Regions from separate parts of the Sparus aurata genome. Here region 2 is linked to region 1. A link is a contact called in public Hi-C data. All regions are on one chromosome and are shown on one strand. The core of a region is the stretch at or near the end of the contact, and the rest is flanking DNA. Distances in the headings are between cores, read along the strand shown. Region 1 holds the start of wdr41 (WD repeat domain 41). Region 2 holds the start of ap3b1a (adaptor related protein complex 3 subunit beta 1a).

What was found. Hi-C and Micro-C count contacts between places; a contact is called where the count stands out from the background.
Region 2: a Hi-C map of an unstated tissue shows a contact between it and region 1, with 2.7 times the contacts expected there. The contact joins the promoter of ap3b1a here to the promoter of wdr41 in region 1. A contact is called at or near these places in 2 of 2 Hi-C or Micro-C datasets (skeletal muscle and an unstated tissue).

What each region holds. Positions count from the first base shown.
Region 1 is chr12:27,838,181-27,845,119 of fSpaAur1.1, reverse strand. It overlaps wdr41 (WD repeat domain 41), which reads left to right and starts at 2,913. Exons shown (of 13, transcript XM_030436747.1): 1 at 2,913-3,338; 2 at 4,940-5,055; 3 at 6,458-6,506; 4 at 6,598-6,726; 5 at 6,816-6,878. The coding sequence starts at 3,291.
Region 2 is chr12:27,990,548-27,997,486 of fSpaAur1.1, reverse strand. ap3b1a (adaptor related protein complex 3 subunit beta 1a) reads left to right here and starts at 3,748. Exons shown (of 27, transcript XM_030436126.1): 1 at 3,748-4,061. The coding sequence starts at 3,925. It overlaps LOC115592868 (secretory carrier-associated membrane protein 1), which reads left to right. Exons shown (of 9, transcript XM_030436076.1): 9 at 1-2,942.

The sequences.
Region 1 (6,939 bases), core at 1,664-4,163:
CAGATTTAGTGGAATGGAAATACTCAAGTACACAGTATTCAAATGTACTTAGTTACATTCCATCACTGGCTAATTAGTAGATGTTAGCATGCTAACGGGGAGCTAAGATGGAGCACATGTTAAACATTAAACCCGCTAAACGTCTCATTACGGGCGTGTTAGCATCCTGACATTAGCATGTAGCTCAGAGCGAGTTCAGCCGCCGTCCTGCAGCTTCAGTTCTCGGCTCACGTTCCTTCACATCCTCTGAATTAATCCCACAGACTCACAACACTTCTCTACATATTTGACCTATTCATCCAGACATCTGACACACAGTTAAACAAACAGAGCGTCGCCCGTCCCCAAATCTAAAACCCATTCCCTCCACCTCACCCAATCGCTCTCCCCTAACCCTCCTCCTCCTCCTCCTCTCTGCAGCTGCCCTTGAGCTTTTCTATTACCGCATGGAAAGCACCTCGCAGCCCCTGACAAGCGCGGCGGATCGACACTAAATCAGAAATCAGTGCCAGCCGCAGATCTGAGCCACCATGAAGGTCACAGGCCCTACACTGCATGTCGTCTCAATCGGGGGAGCAGGAGTAGACACAGCTAGGGTGATGTGTGTGTGTGTGTGTGTGTGTGTGTGTGTGTGACTGTGTGTGTGACTGTGTGTGTGATGTGTGTGTGTGTTAACAGAGGAGGAGAGTGGAGGATGGAGGATGGAGGATGTGAAGAGAGACAGCAGGTCAACATGAACGCATGAATCCAGGTGGAGGAAACAAAGAGAAGTGAAATCACACGAGAATCAAACAAACCATTTTGATGTTTTGAAGATTTATGCTCATGATTCAGATCAACACAACAGGAGGCTCCTGGTTCTGGTTCTCTGTGGTTCATGGAGGTGTGAAGCTTCCTCTCATCTCATGGGATTGTCACACACTGCCATCTAGCTGCACAAAGGAGGACGACGCCTGTTTAAACTGCAGCTGACTGTGTTGGAACTTCATATTTCACCTCCAAAAACAACAAAAAATAGAGTTTTACTTTGGATGTTTTTTGTGACATCACGGCTTGTTTTGAACACAATGAACGAGTTCTGTGGACAAAGACAGACTTTTAATGTGAAACACTTTTAGAAAGAGGCGTCCTCAGCTGATTACAAACATTTAGATAATAAAATGTGAGTTTAAATATGGAAGTATCACTGAAATCTGAACATCTGATGAATTCAGGTTCAAACTTCTTGTTTCATGTCGTTGACGTTTTAGAGTCAAAGGTTTTTACAGATTTCTCTTTTCATCTCCTCATAAATCATAAAATACTGTCGGCAGCCACGAAAAGAAATCAATTATTTCCATGTTTTTAAAATTGTCTATAATGACAATAACATTTTATCTATAATCTTCTATAAATCAGGCTGTGAAACTCTGGTGACTGTCAGAGAGGCTGAAGTGAAGAATTCTGAGAAAAACTCATTTTAATATTCTGGATTTTAAAATTCAGACATTTTAGACAGAAACTGGTGAAGAGGAAACAAATGTTAACTCACATGTCTCATCATTAAAACTCCCCCGATGATCTAACTGAATATGTAAACATTTCCATAAATGTTCAGAGGAGAAATATGAACTCAAATTAACACCTAGATTTTTATTTTTTGACATTTTCTTCTCACTAGATGAGAAGAAGAAATCTGATCAGAATATGAAAAAATGTCTTAAAATCAGACGGTGAAAATATTCAGCGCGACACACGATGAGCAGAAAGTGAAATCCATCCAAACCAAATGTTGTTTTACTTTATAAGGTTCTTCACTCTAAAACCCCAATTAGTTAATTGAACTCCAAACCACTGTTGGAACTGATTACATAGACAAACTGCAGTAACATTCACTCAGTTTCTCAAGTTAAATGACCTTTAATCAGTAATATGAAGTGTTTTTCTCAAGTTATTTAGTTCTCACAGTAAAAACAAAAGCAGGTACAGCTAACATACATTTTTTATATGGAGTTTTTCAGTTAATGTTTACTTTTATGTTTCAAGGTGAATGAACGTGTCTAAAGTCTGTTACAATTGATTAACACGAGGTTGTAATAACATACTGGGTACTTGGATCATTTTAAACACATGCAGACAATTAAAATGCAATTCACTGTTTTATTGATCAACCATGAAACATTAACCAGACAATATTTATATTGTTTTGTAAAATTCTGTGATTAAACATGATTATATGCAGACTTTTAACTGTGATGTTAGTGAAAATACTTAATATTATTAATAATAATAATCAGTCAGACCTGGTTACACTGATTACATATTTAGAGATTCTGTGATGAAGATTTTATTTCAAGAAGATTTTAAATCTTTAAATCTGTCGTAATTAATTATTCATTATTCGATGGGTGTCAAAGAGTTTGATTTTCTTTTCTTTTCTTTTAAAGAAGTCAAAATTGCACAGAAACACTGTTGTTTGGTCACCACATGTACGTTGTTGTTATCTGCTATATCACTGTTGACTAATACAATAAGAACAATAATCATGTGCAGATATTATCCAGTAAATCATCAGCTTATCAACTTTAAAGGATAACAGAATAAATAGTTTTTATTCTTTGTGATCTATTCTGGCACTGTGACCATAAACCTTGTCCCTGATTTTGACTTTATAACTGGAGAATGTTTTGTTTTGATTCAGTAAAAGTGATATTAACCTAATTATTCTCTCAGCATAAACCAACAAACCAACAAATCCAGATTTAATAGATCAATTCTTCTGTTATTATATCTGAAGCTGAGCATGCAGCTGATGTTCATTGTGTTTAGTTAATGAACACATGATGAACTCTTTGTTCCTGTAACAAAGAATAAAACACAACCAGCAGTTTGTTGTGCTTGCTTCTCTTTTTTTTATCGTCCTGGATGAATCGCGTCCCTCCAAAGCTTCCGTAGTTTGAGTCACATGAGCGGTTTGTTGTGGTCGTCAGTGAATTTAACCTCTTTTAAAAACATGCAGCCGGCTCACAAACTGCTGCTGAAACGTCACATTCACTGACGTGTGTTTAAATTATCCGGTTAACGTAACGAAGCGTGTCATCTTCTCATAATTACCGATAATTAGCGCGGTAATAATCGAGCGGAAGTGTCTCGTGTTTCTGTTTACGACCGTTATAGCGTAATGACGTTAGCTTGTTTGTTATGCTAACGTTCGCGCTAGGCTAGCTATGATTCCGGCTCGTTTTCAGATTAATATATAAACGGACTTCATTCTGCTCATCAGTTAGTCGTTAATCGTTAATATTGACGTCATGCTGCGGTGGATCCTCGGTGGTCGCGAGGCTCAGGGCTCCGCGGAGGTAAGAGAAGTAACGGAAGCTAACGTTACCTGAGACAAGCTAATACTGAAAGTGTAAGCTAGCTGTCAAGAACATTAAAATGTACAAACTGTGAGGTAATTTATTACAGTTCCAACATGTCCAGAGTGAACAAACGCTTCTAACACGGGAAATAAGACGTGAAACATGAGCTAGCTGTCACGTTACTCCACCAGCTTCATGTTTAATGTGTCTTATTACTCTTTTTATCTCGATGTGATGAATGATGATGATGTCTGAGCTGATGCATCATGTTACTGTCTGATCTCCACAAGCTTCATGTGTCTGTAGAATAAGATCTGCGAGACTGACGAGCACTGATGGAAGTAACTGAGTATATTTACTCAAGTACTGCGATTCTAAGGTACTTGTACGAGTACAATTGAGGGAACTGTTGTAGTTTTTTTTACTCCTCTACATGAATGCAGTGTTGGGAAAGTTGTTTTCAAAATGCAAAATATTACATATGATTAGTTACCTTCATTTCAGCGTTACTGTCTGAGTAGAGTAATGGATTACTTACTACTTTAAACAAAATACCCTCATTTCAGTCACACAGAGACTGAACACAGAACTTGTAGTCTCGGCTGTATTAACGAACAGGTTCTATATTAATATGTTAAAAAAAAACAACAGTACACGCCTCACTTCAGTAACAGGCATTGTAACATGTTATGTGACATAACTGTAGTAATATATTACTGAAATATTATTAGTAACGTGTTTTATCTCGCTGTCACCGCTAAAAGAAATATATTGATGTGTTACCCAACACTGCATTTATTTAAAGTCAGTAAGTAAGTAAAGTTTATTTGATAAAGCAGCGTTCACACAGCGAGGTCACAAAGTGCTTCATGAATAAAATCAGTTTACATATCGAACCAACAACATGAACTCCTCTCAAATCAAAAACAAAACTCAGTCAGATGAAATAATCTGACAGTGAAGTGAACGAAGCAGCGCTGGAAATGTTCAGGAATCCTGAAGGATGATTGATCGAGTCGGCTGTTAGAATAGTTTCATACTGAACAACATCCAACACATTTCATACATGTTGAGCAGATAATAAATTTTTTTTACTACCAATTCAAGAAATTGCTATAAATTTGCATTCCTACTAGTTAATTTGCTGAAGAGCTGCAAAATAAATCGATTTACTTAGTTGTCAACTATTAAATGAATCCCAAATTACTTTGATAATCTATTTCAGTTAATAAAAGATAAAAAAATAAGTAAGAACAATCTGATTTCAGCTTGTTAGCTGTGAATATTTTCTGGTTTCTTTCCTCCTCTGTGACTGTAAACTGAATATCTTTGGACATTTGAGGATGAAACACCCATTGACATTTTCTTTTTCAACCAAACCACTAATCGATTAATGTGGAAAATAATCAACAGTAAGAGGAACTGTTTGTTGTAGCTGTAATAATTCAGCGTCTCTGAGCCCAGAGAGTGAAACCATCTGCCGAGTTTAAAGGAGGAATGGAAACAAAAGACGAGTCGCTGATATTCAGCGCAGCTCTGGACTCCCTCGGCTCTCTCTCGGCCTGTTTGTCTCAACACTTTCCCTCGTGTGTCTGCAGAAAAGCCCCGTGTTGTGCATCGGAGAGGAACAGCCCAAAAACTGGTTCACTGAGCTGCAGGTGCTGAAAGGACATTTTGACATTGTTCGATTTCTGGTGCAGATTGATGACTTCAGGTAAGCGGAGCACGACCCCCCCTCTCTCCTCTCTCTCTAACCTCTCTCCTCTCTACCCTCGGCTGGCCTCTATCCCTCTGTGATTGACAGGAGATCCTCACCTACGGAAAACTTACAGAGCATGACAAGAGCCCAATCATCACCGCTGTGTGATTGTGTGTGTGCAGTGTACAGTAGAGCTAAAGCCTGTTAATGCTGTGCACACACACATGCACCTGCTCTCCTCTCGGCGCTGCTTTGTGGAAGCATGCTGCACACTGGCATGGTACAGTGCGTCTGCATAAGTGCTCAGATTGGGATTTATAACACAACTAAGTGTGTGTGTGTGTGTGTGTGTGTGTGGGGAGGTGGGGAGGTGGGGTCGCGTCACGCCTGGTCTCCCCCAGTAATAACCCCCTCCTCTGGGCCTCGTCCTCTCCGCTCACAGGTCCTCAGTCGGGGGCAAAGGCCAGAAAATTCTCTCCAGATTGCTTTTGAAGTCCGAAAATGTATCCTGGACAGTTCCTCCCTTCTTATTTTTACCTCTCTGTTTTATCCTGCTCATCCTGTCTGTTGATTTTGGGAACAGGGCGGTGGATGGGTGAGGGTCAGAGGCCAAGTGAAGGTGGAGAGCCTCAGGACAGATGTTTTTCTAAAGAAGTCTCAGGTGGAGACGGAGCTACTGGAAGTTATTATTAACCTGGAGGCTGTTCAGACCCGGTTTCATTATCCACCCCGAGTGATCCGATCACAAGAGGGAGTCCTCTGAAACAAGAAGAAGAAGAAGAAGAAGATAAGAGAGCCCAAACATGTCGTTTACATTACAGTGAACCACGTGGAACTCAGGCAGTGTGTGATCCATTCTGTCTGCTGTTCTGTCTCCTTCTTCTTCATCTTCTTCTTTGTCACTGTCATCTACATCCTTCTTTCTTCTGTCTTCTTCTTCTGTCTTCTTCTTTCTTCTGTCTTCTTCTTCCGTCTTCTTCTGTCTTCTTCTGTCTTCTTCTTCTTCCCTTTCTTCATCACCTTCGTCTTCATCCTTTTTTCTTCTATCTTCTTCCTCTTTTTCTTCTTCTTCGTAGCTGTCGTGTTTATTTTTCTGTCTTCTTGTTTCTTCTTCTGTCTTCTTTCTTTTCTTCTTCTTCTGTCTTCTTCCTTTTCTTCATCGCTGTCATCTTCATCCTTTTTTTCTTCTGTCTTCTTCTTCTTCTTCTTCTTCCAGAATGTGGTCACATGCAGCTCAGGCCACCGCTGAATGTGTTTTGAGTGCTCGGATCTCAGATGTGTCCTCAGTGCGTCTCCCTGACAGTCACATCTGTACTCTGAGCTCCAGCTGTGATCAGATCACTCAGCACTGATGATATCATGTCAGGTACGAGTCCACATGTAAGAGACGACTCATGGCTTCCATCTTGTTTTGCAGATGTGCCTCAGCAGGAGACGACGGCCTGGTTCTGGTCTGGAATATCGAGGTGACACATTTGTAACTGTAGTATTTCAGAGCGTTGTGATGCTGCAGACGACACAGTGCAGCTAATTGCTTTCTCTCCTGGTGCCCGTCAGACCGGAGAGAGGCTGCAGGAGCTGCGAGGACACTCTCAGCAGATAACAGCCATGACCACCTTCACCTGTGATGACGGACTCACCTCGCACACCTCGCTCATCACGGCGTCCTCAGACAGAAGTCTCAGCGTATCCTCTTACAACACAGACGCTGATCAGTCGTATGTCATCGTCGTGTTCTGAGTTCAAACTTGATTTCCTTTAACTTCACATGTCAGCTGTGGGACCCCGATACAGGAAACAGAGTTCAGACCATTTCAGACCTTCAGTCCTCTGTGAAGGTACATGTTTAATAGTTACACACTGTCAGCTGCAGCACTGACAGTACTCCAGTGCTGTTAT
Region 2 (6,939 bases), core at 2,499-4,998, 150 kb before region 1:
GAGTCCCGCAGCCTTCTGACGATCAAACTCAAGTGGTTCACGTGAGGGCGCCGTCCAGTCTCCGGTGACGTGGGACTCGAACAGAACCACCTTCATCACAGACCCCTCACCTGCGCTGCACTCCTACCACTCAACCAGCGTGCTCTACTGTATCTGCTCTGTGTGAGTTTGTGTGCGTGTGTTCAACTAAATGAATGTTTGTGTGTGACAGATTCTGATGTAGCTGAACCGACTGTCTGAACTCACCTGGCCATCATCGGCTTCCTGCGTGTCTTTGATTCGTCGCTCTGATCACTACTTCCTGTTTTTAAATTAAGTTATTATCAGACAGACGGAGGTCGTCTCGCACTTTCACTCACTTGATGCACATGCAGCATTATTCTGATTTACTTTGCTGTTTTCCATAAGTGCAGAAGTCGACAGTGCTGCCCCCTGGTGGAGAGACTCTGTACTGTTGAAGATGAATGCTGTGCATTCCACTTCACTGCCTTGCCTTCTACTTCCTGCTTTCCTCTGAATTTGGTTTAAGAAAGTGTGTAGTCTGACTTCCTTAAAGGCCCGTGTCCATTTAGAGTTCTTTTCCTCTCTCTCAACTCTTCAGAAAAAGTGTCTGGTCATGTCACTGTCGGTTATTTTCTTTCCCATGGCCTTGGCGAAAATATTCACCGTATTCTTGTCTCCTGCGGATCATTTCATCACTCACATCCTCCTCGCTCTGATGACCTGAGAGAACAAACAGACAGTAAACCACAACTGGGGCGGAGTCGATCATTAGGCAGCAGCTGCATGCAACGTCTTTTCTCTCAGTGCACAAAAACTTCATCCTCAACTTTTCTGCGTGAACAACCTCCCGTGTGGACACGGGCCATGAAGTGTCGCCCCGCATCTTATTCAGTATCAAACACTGTCAGTGTTCATGACGGTTATCATTATCTGATCATCAGCTGATTAATCCAGATCGGTTTGAAAAACAAAGCAAAGATGTTCAAATTATGAAAGAAAGAGAAAACCAACAAATATTTGGCCTTTTCTTCTTGCGCAACCGTTAATGAAACGTCATTACCACTATCAGACGGACGTCCTGACTGACTGTCTCATGTGTGACAATGAGCGAATGTTTAATTTCTGTGGAAAGTGTTCAGTGCCGTAACATGGATCAGGCTTTTGTCTGAGTCCTAGTTAATTGATGGATTAATTAAGCTGCAGTACGTCATCCTCCATGAAACTGTGCCTGTTTTCAGCGTTCAGTGACCGTGTGGAAGGACAGAGAACAGAATGAAAACATACGTTTAATCTGTTTTAACGGCTCCGTTCCAATCAGAGCCGTCGTTCTCTGAGAACAGTTACAGACGGTGTTTCATACTCAGAAGATGTTTTGATTTTGGACGCTCGATCACTTTAAAGTATTTATCTGCTTGAAATCTTCTGCCTATAACATTCTACATATCCATTGTGAAATTAAAGCCAAGTTGCACTTTAAATCCGCTCATTAGACTCTTTGTGTGCAGAGTGAAGGATCGCGACTTCCTGCTCGTTAATTCGTACACGTAACGTTCACCAGCTGAGTTCAGCACAGCTCTCACACGAAGAAATGTATTGATGACGACCCACCGCTCCGTGTGCACAGCTGCATGTTTCTACAGGTGATCTGAAGAGGAAAGTGTCACTCGTCTCCGGCTCTGCTCGCGTCCTGGAGACTTACCTCAGTTTAACTCAGGATGTTCTCTTCACCTGCATGACGAGGTTAAAAATGGTATGAGAGTGTATGAAATTAGACAGCCCTGTTTTTAAATATACATGCTGTAAATCGATATATTGCAATAAAAGAAAAACGAGTTAAAAAGAAGACAAACATGGCCAGTAAACGTTGATGTCATGCTCTGATCAATGCCGACATTTCATAATCTGATCGTCACCAATCAAATGCATCAAATCTGGACTTCTTTGAATGTGTCTTTTTCTATAACGTGACCTCATGTTGCTGCACAGAGGTCTGAATGTGTCGATCACTCTGTCGGTGTGTGTCACGTTTAAACCAGTGAAGCCTTCGTATGTGTGTGTTGTGCAGGAGTGTAAATAAGACGGAGTTTGGCCTTCAAGTCTTAATCTGTGCAGGTCAGAGTCTCAGATCCTTCTGGACTATCTGGATCTATTTTTCTTCTGTTGAAGCTTTCTGCGACATGCCTTGTTTTCTGCTCAGTTCTCTCTTCTTTTTGTTTTATATTTCACGCTGTCTTAATTTGGACCAGTGCATGTGTACTCTTAAAGGAACAGTTCCCCCAAAATTAAAATCCAGTCATCATGTCCTCCTGATGATATAAAGTCAGGTGAAGTGTTGTAGTCCACAGAACAGTTCTGGAGCTTCATGGTAAAACATCATTGCAGCATTCTGCTGAACAACTGAAGTAACTGGAGACTTTATAACAACGTGACAACAAAAAATGGCTCCATAGAGTTCTCAAGCTGGCCTCAAGGTCACACATTGATTCAAAAAGACTTTATTTACTCTGTTTTAAAGGTTGGATTTTAGATTTTGGGTGAACTGTTCCTTTAATGATAATCAGACTGAGCTGCACCAACAGAACTTTGCTGTTTATTTTAAAAAGTTAAATGTGAGAAAGGCGTTAGACTGCACTGCAACGTGAACTGTGATGTTCTGTCGATGGACCGTGGCTTTAAGCTTCATAATCAACATGGTTTGTGGTAGAAACACTGAGAATGAACTCAGAAGCATCTCTAACATTAAATCTTTATTGAAATTATTGATAAAACGTAGTGAGGAATGTTTGTATATTTTGTACAATTTACAGACGGTCGGCTGTTTGCTCTGAATTTTGCTGTAATTTTTGAAAAGCACTCTGGTTTCACCTTCAGTCGCATGTTGAGTAGTTTGAGTTTTGTATATTTATTGTATTAACACTGAATAAAACTCTTCTTCTGTATGTGTTTTATTGTTTCTGTTCGTGTGTAAAGTTATAAAGGATTGTCTAAATAGAAAATAAAGTAAAAAACTCAAATGTTTTTTTTTTTTCCATCAGTGAGCAAACAAGCTGCTCTCAGAGGAAAATAAGGTCACAGAACACTGTTTGAAGCTAGGAAGGTGGCAGGGTCCGCCACATATAAACAAAATAACACAGTATGAAATTGTGTTCAAAAGCACACAGTGTCTCTTTAAGTATTAAAAATATATTTACATGTGTATGTACTGTACACCAATTATTGGATCTAATATTCAGAATTATTCTGATTGTCTAAATCAGTGATTGAGATTGAGCTAAAATAAATTAATTTACAAAATCCACTTCTTTGGCTCTGATGCAACATGTAATCTGTAAAGTAACTAGTAACTAAAGTTATCACATAAATTAAGTAAAAGTAGAAATATTTTCCTGAAATGTAGTGAAGTGGAAGACGAGTAGCAGGAAATGGAAATACTCAAAACTGTACTTAAGTTACATTAAATGACTGTTGTTGACAAACTAAATGCCAACAATTTCACCTCAGATAATTTAAAAAGATAACGCGTATGTTATTGATTACCAATAAAAAGAGATTTTTCTTTTATTTACGTAAAAAACGTTGATAAGTACGTAATGTTCTTCTTCTCTGACAAGTTCCAAGTGCCGTTCGCTGTTACCATGGCAACAGAACGGCCCGGGGCGTGTCCAGCATAGATCTAGACATTCTTGAAGGTGCACGCACTTTGTACGTCAGCACGCGGCTCTGTCTAGTCGCTGTCGATCTATGCTCCGTGTGCAGCGGCAGCCCTGTCATGTGACACCGACTTGTCCAGCTCACACTTCCGCTACTGCGTGTAAAAGTTGAGTGAAATCTCGGAGAAGTTTACAGGAAGACTGTTGCCAAGTTAATGAGCACTTTATAAGTTTGTGCGAGTTTAAGTTCATTTATCGGGAAGTTGTTTGAATGCGGAACATGTCGACGGCGGTCCTGTACAACGACCAGGGAGGAGCGGAGGCTGCCGTGGAAGCGGGTCAGGAGAGCACCCCGACCACCTCCAGCTCCGGAGCTGCCTTCGGACTCTTCAGCACCGACTTCAAAAAGTAAGCTAGCTTAGCATGAGTTCCGTCTGCTGTTAACGTTGTGAGTTTGTGCTGAAGTTGAGCAGTTATGGTGACCTTTAAGGTGGAGCTGACCCGAAAAGAGACCGGAATGACCCCGCAGCATCAACAAGCTAGGCGGTGATGGCGACTGACCGTTAGCTGCTCGTTAACTGTCAACATTCTGAAGCGTTGTCGAGACGTTTTGTTCGGTTTGTTTGTCCCCTGTGTGTCGCCGTCCTTTGACATGAACTCACTTTTTCACAAGAGACAGTAGCTGCAACATAAAGTCTAAAGTAACAGACAGAAATATGCAGATTTGATCATGTTTATCATGAAGTTAACTGTGTTTAAAAGTAGCTGCACACCTGGAGACTGTTACTCTTCCTCCATTAAGGTTGAGGGTGTTATTTAGGAGAAGTGTTGATGCACGATATGGATTTATTTCAGCCAATAACCGATAATTGCCTCCTTATTCTAATTCTCCTCATTAATAAGATCAAAACACGATGATTTCACACAAGTTCCTAACCTGTAGTTACACACCTGAAGGTAAAAAGGCTAAGATGTTGTGACAAAATGGATGATGCAGTGATTTCTTCTTCTTCTTCGTCTTCTTCTTCTTCTACTTCTTCTTCTTCTTCTGTGTTTTTCTTGGATCTTAAACAGCAGCTAACTGAGTCAGATTCTGTAAACACTGCTGTAAATAAGTCAATTAAAGCAAGTTAGCTTCACATTATTGGCTCTTTTCATCACCTAGAAACTACAGCCCTATCAATAAGTAGCTGATAATATACATTTCCTGATATCAGGCCAGTAATTTATCAGTGTAATGTGAATCACACCAAGCTGAGCTGTGTTAAGAGATTCGATCTGCTGCGATTTGATCAACTAAACCATGTAATATTCTGGTGTCCAGAATCCAAATATTGTAATATTTGTTTAAATTTTGACGTTTCAATTCACTGACTTTGTCTTAAAAACCTGGAAAAGAATGCTAGATGGACTGTTTCATTAGAGTTCACTCAAATCTCTTCAGTTTTATACAGACTATGTTTTTTGCAGCGGTTAATATAAAGTTTAGTTGGTGACAATGAAAGCGGGACACAATAAGAAAGAGCTTCAAGCATTCATATAACATTTGCAGCACTTTGTATACTTCACATGGTAAGAAGTAGCTGCAATGATTGATTGATTAGTTATCAACAAGTTTGAGTCAGTTTTTAAAGAAAAGAAAATCTAAATTCTCTGCTGTCAGCTCGTTAAATATGAATATTTATTTGTTTCTTTCCTCCTTTATGACAGTAACCTGAATATCTTTGGGACAATTAAGATGAAACACTGATCAAAGTTTTTCACCATTTTCCTACATTTTATAAACCAAACAACTAATCGATTGGTCTAGGAAACGTTTGGCAGATTAATCAGCGGTGGTGATAATCGTTAGTTGCAGCCCTGTAGTCTGATAACAACATCTGATCTGTCAGCGTCAGTTCTTTAACCAGTTCAGCGAGTCTCTAATCTTTGTTTCGAGAGCTTCATATGATGTGCACAGTCGTGACTTTCTTCAGAGTCAGCTGCAATGACATCTAGTCTCCAGACTTCAGACTGAATGATCTCTACATTTCTGCATAGTATTAAGAAGTTAAAAGAAACCATACTTATCTTGTAGACTGGTGGTTTTCAGCAGGTTCACACAGTGAAATGAGCTTCAGACTGTTGTGAAGAAGATGTAGTATCGGTCAGATTTCTATAAATTCACATATTCACATTGAAATTATTTTCAAACCTAGTAGTATTAAAAAAAACAAACAGCCGATAACAAAAACCCTCCTGCAGCACATCGGTGTTAAACCTGCAGAAAACGAGCAGTCGTGTCCAAACCACATGGAAATGATAACAACATGTCAGCCTGCAGGTGGATCCACTGACCTCTGCATGCCTCAGCACTCTGCAGCCACAGGCCAGAACAGGAACATCAGGAGACTCTGCAAAACACTACTCGTAATAACGTAAAAAGATTAGTTACACACCCTGAAGTCTGACAGAAATGATCTTGCATGAAGTTCCTCTAAACTTAAATATTTGATGCTTATTTTTTATTTATTTAACCTTCATTTTACCAGAAATATTCCCACTGAGGTTGAAATACCTCTTTTACAAAGGAGTCCTGGCAGAGAAGCCAACAAGTAGACCAACTTTATTATTCAGTATGTAAGTGTTGCAGGAGTTTTGACCTCTGTACACTTTGTTTTACTTTCTGTATGCACCTTGCAGAAAGCTGTGCTCTGCTTTTCCAACACGGCAGCATAGAAAGTGTTGTTCTTAGCAGTTATATAAAGTCAGTGATTTATTACAAATGTACGATTGAATTTTCTTTAATCGGTTACAGAAATCTTTGCATTTGATGCATCTGTTAAAGAGACAAGAGACGGTACTTTTAGTCCCTAATCTTGTTTTTTATAACAGTCCGTACTTGCATAATAAAGTTAAAAGTGTCTTTGTGGCTCACATCTGGAGGAAAGTGTAAAAAGTCTTTTGTTTGGAGGAATGATGTATAGAATTTGTAGAAAAGACTGAAGGTTGCAGCTGCTGATTTTCCAATATGAGAAGAATACAGTATTGAGCAGTGTAAATGTTTTATGACCTCCAATAACTGAGATATACACAGATTAATCTGTAATCAGGTTTCTGCTTCTTACCAGCAGTTGTGCATTGAAGATGAATAACCAGCTGAAACTTTGAGTGCTGCATGTGACGATTGTTGTCTTTGTCAATTAATTCTTTGACAATTTTTTGATTAACCGATTAGTTGTTTGGTCTATAAGCTGTCAGAAAATGGAGAGTTTACTGTCACAGAGGAGGAAATATTCACATTTAA